2 separate regions of the Pan troglodytes genome follow, and region 2 is linked to region 1. The links are chromatin contacts, called in public HiChIP or PLAC-seq maps. All regions are on one chromosome and are shown on one strand. Each heading gives the region's core, a stretch centred on a gene start, on an enhancer-like site or on the middle of the called end of the contact. The rest is flanking DNA. Distances are from core to core; before and after follow the strand shown. Region 1 holds the start of CDC6 (cell division cycle 6). Region 2 holds the start of WIPF2 (WAS/WASL interacting protein family member 2).

Region 1 (2,675 bases), core at 62-2,561:
TGGGTGATAAAATGAGACTTGTCTCAAAAAAAAAAAAAAAAAAAAAAGCTTCCATTGTGTGGTAACTTTCTCCATTCATGGCAGCCCATTCTCTTCACTTTTGTAGTTTTCAGCTGCTAAAAAGCCTTCACGAAATGTACTCCACCATCTCTTCCTGTTTAGAACCTGAATCTGTCTAATCATCCCCCTATGATAAAGTGGTCAAGAGTTTGATTTTCTGTCAGAGTTCAGAGTTCAAATTCTAGCTCTTCCACTTACTAGTTGTGTGACCTTGGGCAAGTTTACTCAACTCCCCTCTACTGTAGTTCCCTCATTTGTAAAGTGAAATAACACCAGGTTCATGGGGGTGCTTGTGAAGATTAATAAGGTGATGTAGGTAAAATACTGAGCACAGCCCCTGGCATACACTTAAGCACTCAATATTGGCTCTCTTCATGAACTAGGTACCAATTCACTGATGATCGTAATATTGTTGCTTCCCTCTTTCTAGGCTTTATGGCTCTATTTTGCTTGTTACTGAGGGGTAAAAGATAAATGTTTACCATCACCTAGAATTGGGTTCTGGCCTCTAAAGGAACCTGAGGCTTAGATGAATTATTGGCTTTGGAAGCTGGCCTTCAAATTACTGCGCTAATTTATACTTTTCATTAAAAACTCAGCTTGCCTCTTCTATATAGCTGTCTTCCCTGGCCCTGAAACCCTAGTGTTTCGCCATAAAAGATTTTAAAATTAAGGGGTCATAATTCCCTCCCCATGATGTGTGGATTAATGGTAAGAAGATGCACAGAACATAATATTCTTACGTTGAACGAAATAAAAGCAAAGAGTTGGCTCTGTTTCTCACCTTTGAAGCACAAATCAAGAGATACTATGATGAAGCATAGTTTTTCTTTATGTAGGTGTGTAGAACTTTACCATAAAAATCACTAGTTCAGCCATCAGGAGATCTGGATCCTAGGCTCTTCACTGTCACCAAGATGCTGTGACCTCTAACCTTGTATACAGGTTTGCTTTGTACTTTGCGAGGTTGAGCATTAGGTAAGGAAAGTGCCTAGCATCATACCTGGCGCACAGAACCCAAAACGGTAGGTATCATGTAGCAGTTCTGAAAATCTAGCCCATCAGGATGATGCAAATGGGTACTTTAGGCAGTGAGAAGGGGAACCACATCTTGACACTTCCAGTCGAAGGAAGAGTGCGACTGCGCGGCAGCAAAGACTACGCCTCCCAGCGTGCTTTGCGGCGGGCCGGCCCGCTTTACCCAGAGTCGCCCTGCCGCAATCGCGCGTCTTTCCACCGAGGCCCCGGATGTAGATTCCCTACCCCGTTCAGTGGTCGTGGCCTCACAGCGACTCTAAGACTTGGGGCTCTCTCATTGGCTGTAACTCTTCCACTGGATTGGTAGCAAAAAAAGAGGCGGTGCCCAAGGCGAAAGGCTCTGTGACTACAGCCAATCAGAATCGAGGCCGGGCTTTGGCGGGAGGTGGGAACGCTGTGGCCATTCGGATTTGGCGCGAGCGCGGCTGGAGTTTGCTGCTGCCGCTGTGCAGTTTGTTCAGGGGCTTGTGGTGGTGAGTCCGAGAGGCTGCGTGTGAGAGACGTGAGAAGGATCCTGCACTGAGGTGGAAAGAAGAGGATTGCTCGAGGAGGCCTGGGGTCTGTGAGGCAGCGGAGCTGGGTGAAGGCTGCGGGTTCCGGCGAGGCCTGAGGTGAAGTGAAGGGAAAAGAGCTGAGCTCGCTGGAGGTCTGAGGTCGGGATCAGGGAAAGGGCAGGTGCCCTCGGGGTAGTTCTAGCAGTTATGCCTGGTGTGAAGGAGGTGAAAGTTGTAGGAAGGAAATATTCTGGGGTGCGTTGAGAGCTGCCTAGAATGAGGACTGAGTGCAGGGGCGGAAAGACCTGAGGGAAGACTGAGCTGCAGTGTGAGGGCTTGGGATAGAAGAGACTAAATGTGGCGGGTGCTGGGCTGAACTGGTGATAAAGACACCCCGCGTGCCTGGAGGGAGGAAACTAGAAGTTCTATATAAATCAATTCATGTAACTTTTTTTTTTTTTGAGACGGAGTCTCGCTCTTGTCGCCCAGGCTGTAGTGCAGTGGCGCGATCTCGGCTCACTGCAACCTCTGCCTGCCGGGTTCAAGCCATTCTCCTGCCTCAGCCTCTTCATGTAGCTGGGACTACAGGCGCCCGCCACCACGTCCGGCTAATTTTTTTTTTTTTTTTTTTTTTTTTGAGACGGAGTCTCGCTCGGTCTCCCAGGCTGGAGTGCAGTGGCGCGATCTCGGCTCACTGCAAGCTCCGCCTCCCGGGTTCACGCCATTCTCCTGCCTCAGCCTCCCGAGTAGCTGGGACTACAGGCGCCCACCACCACGCCCCGCTAATTTTTTGCATTTTTAGTAGAGACGGGGTTTCACCGTGTTAGCCAGGATGGTCTCGGCCTCCCAAAGTGTTGGGATTACAGGCGTGAGCCACCGCGTTTGGCCGTAATTTTTGTACTTTTAGTAGAGACGGGGCTTCTCCATGTTGGTCAGGCTGGTCTCGAACTCCTGACCTCAGGTGATCCGCCCGCCTCAGCCTCCCAAAGTGCTGGGATTACAGGCATGGGCCACCGCGCCCGGCCCATTTCAGGTAACTTGTTATTGCATCGCTCAATTGGTTAAGAACTTGGGCTCTGGCAC
Region 2 (2,675 bases), core at 120-2,619, 67 kb before region 1:
GAATGGGGTACATTGCAGTGATAGAAATCAGGTCCTCATAATGTAGAGTGAAGAGGGGACAGGCAGGGGATGAGGTTGAAGAGTTGGGAGGCTCTGGTAAGGTGTTTGGACCCACCATCTCCCTGGCTCCATCGCCCCACGTATGGCCATGCAGGATGTAGACAGCTGAAAATCTTTACCTCGTGTCCTTGATCCCTATGCCTGCTGTGTTCCCTGACTTCTCTGATTAATAATAAAATTCCATTCATCCTTCAAGGCCCAGATCCAAACCATTTAGGAAACCTCCTTCCATTCTTTAGCAGGAATTAATTGCTCCCTTGTCTGACGTCCCACAGCACTAATCACACTCTGACTTGTATCTCAGCTAGCTGTTTATGCCAGTCTGCCCACCAACGTAGTGAGTTCCCTGAGGGCAGAGGCTCTGTCTTAGTCACCTCTGTAGCCATCTCCTGGTGTTTAGCAGGTACTCAATGTGACATTTACTTGACTAGTGGGTGGTGCCTAGTACTACTCATGGCAGAATAGAAGGAAAACAAAAATAATAACAACTTATGCTCTATCACGTTTTCCCATTCATTAACTGATTTCAGCTTTGCAACAACTCTATGAGACAGACGGGACAGGCACTATTAGACCCATTTTACAGATAGGGTAGCTAAGGCCCAATGGCACACAGCTTGTTAAGTAATGGGGACTAAGTCCCAATCTTGCCCCCTTACTTCGGATTCTGTGCTAGGAATGGAATTAAACCAAGAGTATTTTGAAGCTATAATGGAAAGCGCTTTTCTGGGTGGACTAGGGAGAGATACTTAGTCAGCTGTCAGGGGTTAACAGCAGCTCCATCAAAGAGGGCACAGGATTTCTCTCTCTGGCCCAAGCAGCTGGAGGGGTCCACAGCACCATCCTATAGCCCTGGAAGCTGGAGGAAACCCCAGCCCGAGAAAGAAGAGAAGGTGTTCGAGTCAGGTGGGTAAGATGACGTAAATGATGACTTGTGAGCAGCGGCCTGCCTCTGTTGCCATGACAACCGGAGCTTGACTACTTGGCCTTTGCAAGGTTGGCCGAGGCGGGTTCTTCGTTAACTCGAGATTAAGGAAGGATATTTAGGGGGGAGGGTGTGTGTGTGTGCGGCGGATTAAAGACGAAAGGAGTATATTCAACAATGACTGTTTAGCTCAGTGGTTCTCCACCTTGGCAACCCGTTAGAATCACCTGCAACAATTTCCTGATGCCTAGGCTGCACCCCAGAATTAAATTATAATTTCCAGGGGTGGGAACCAGGCATCATAGTATTTAAATCTTGCCAGGTGATTCCAATTGCAGCTAAAGTTGCAAACCCAGCTTTTAGCTGGTAAGCGGAATTCCTGTGACCTTCCTAAGATGGCGGCCACTCAACCGCTTCCGCCTTTACGTGGGCCGGCAGGGGGCGGGCTTCCCAGGGGCGCATGCGTCTCGCATCTCTCCGCTCCCTGCTCTCTCCTCCTTTTTCCCCCGCCTCCATTTTGTTCGCGGACGCTGGGGACGGTGGGAGCAGATTCATTTCCGGGTTGGCAAAAGGGGCGGCGGCGGCGGCGGCGGCGGCGGCGACGAGAAAGAGAGCTTGCCGGGGGGCGAGCAGGACAGGACGAAGCCGGAGTGTAGGCGGCAGAGGATTCGCTCCCAGAGCAGCTGCGGCCAGGTCGGAAAGAGGCCGGGGCGGCTGGGTCAGTCGCTGAAATGACCTGCGGACCTGAGTGGGAGGGAAAGTCGCGGGGAGGGGGGCTCGGGGCGGGGCTTGAGAAGAGGGGGGCATTAGAGGAGGGGCCGGAGGGGGAGAGGGGTCTTGCGGGTGGGGCCTGAGGGGCGGGGGGCCGGGGGACTGTATCGGAAGAACCTGGAGGAGAGAGGGCGTGGGGAATCTGGGGAGGAGTGGTCGAATATTGGTATGGGGCGAGCGTGGACTGGAAAAATGGGGAGGAAGGTTTTTGAGAGACAGGCAATAAGGGCTCCTGAAGGGTTGGGTGAGTTAAGGCGGCAACTCGGTGTGAGGAACGAGGTAATCGTGCGCAAAAAGGGAGACGGGAACGGAGGACCTGTTGGGAACGGCTAATTAGCAGGATGCTGTGGGTGAGGAGTCCAGTGTGACATTTTGGGGATTGAGTTAGGTGAAAGCTAGTGTTTGGGAAGATGGCTCGGGAAACTGCTTACACTAGAGGGAATCTTGAGAGCGTTCTTTGAAAAGGAATCAGAATTTAGTTAAAGGTTGGATTGAGAATGTGAAGATGCGCATTGGAACGTCTGGAGTTGAGGGTTCATGTTGAAGTGGTGTGAAGTGAGGGAAGATGGAATTTTTTTTTGTTTGTTTTAAAGGTGGGGTCTGGCTATGTTGCTCAGACTAGTCTTGAACTCCTGGGCTCAAGCGATCTTCCCACCTTGGACTCCCAGAGTGCTGGGATTACAGGTGTGAGCCACTGCACCCGGCCAAGATGGAAATGTTAAAGTGTTCAGCATGGCAGTGTGTATGGTCGAGTTTTTGATCAGGAAGGAAAGTTCTTAAAAATAGCATTGAGGCAAGGAACTGATATGTGATGGAATTCTTTTTTCTTTTTTTTTCTTTTAAGAGACGTGGTCTCACTCTGTCGCCCGGGCTGGAGTGCAGTGGCATGATCATGGCTCCTTAAAGCCTCGACCTCCCG

The links. HiChIP or PLAC-seq counts read pairs in DNA pulled down with a chosen protein or histone mark.
Region 2: an H3K4me3 HiChIP or PLAC-seq map of stem cell-derived excitatory neurons shows a contact between it and region 1, with 5 times the contacts expected there. The contact joins the promoter of WIPF2 here to the promoter of CDC6 in region 1. A contact is called at or near these places in 1 of 7 Hi-C or Micro-C datasets (stem cell-derived neural progenitor cells) and 1 of 1 datasets of contacts at active chromatin or transcription factors (stem cell-derived excitatory neurons).

The regions. Positions count from the first base shown.
Region 1 is chr19:27,817,905-27,820,579 of NHGRI_mPanTro3-v2.0_pri, reverse strand. It overlaps CDC6 (cell division cycle 6), which reads left to right and starts at 1,311. Exons shown (of 12, transcript XM_009432229.4): 1 at 1,311-1,751.
Region 2 is chr19:27,885,431-27,888,105 of NHGRI_mPanTro3-v2.0_pri, reverse strand. It overlaps WIPF2 (WAS/WASL interacting protein family member 2), which reads left to right and starts at 1,369. Exons shown (of 8, transcript XM_016931854.4): 1 at 1,369-1,678.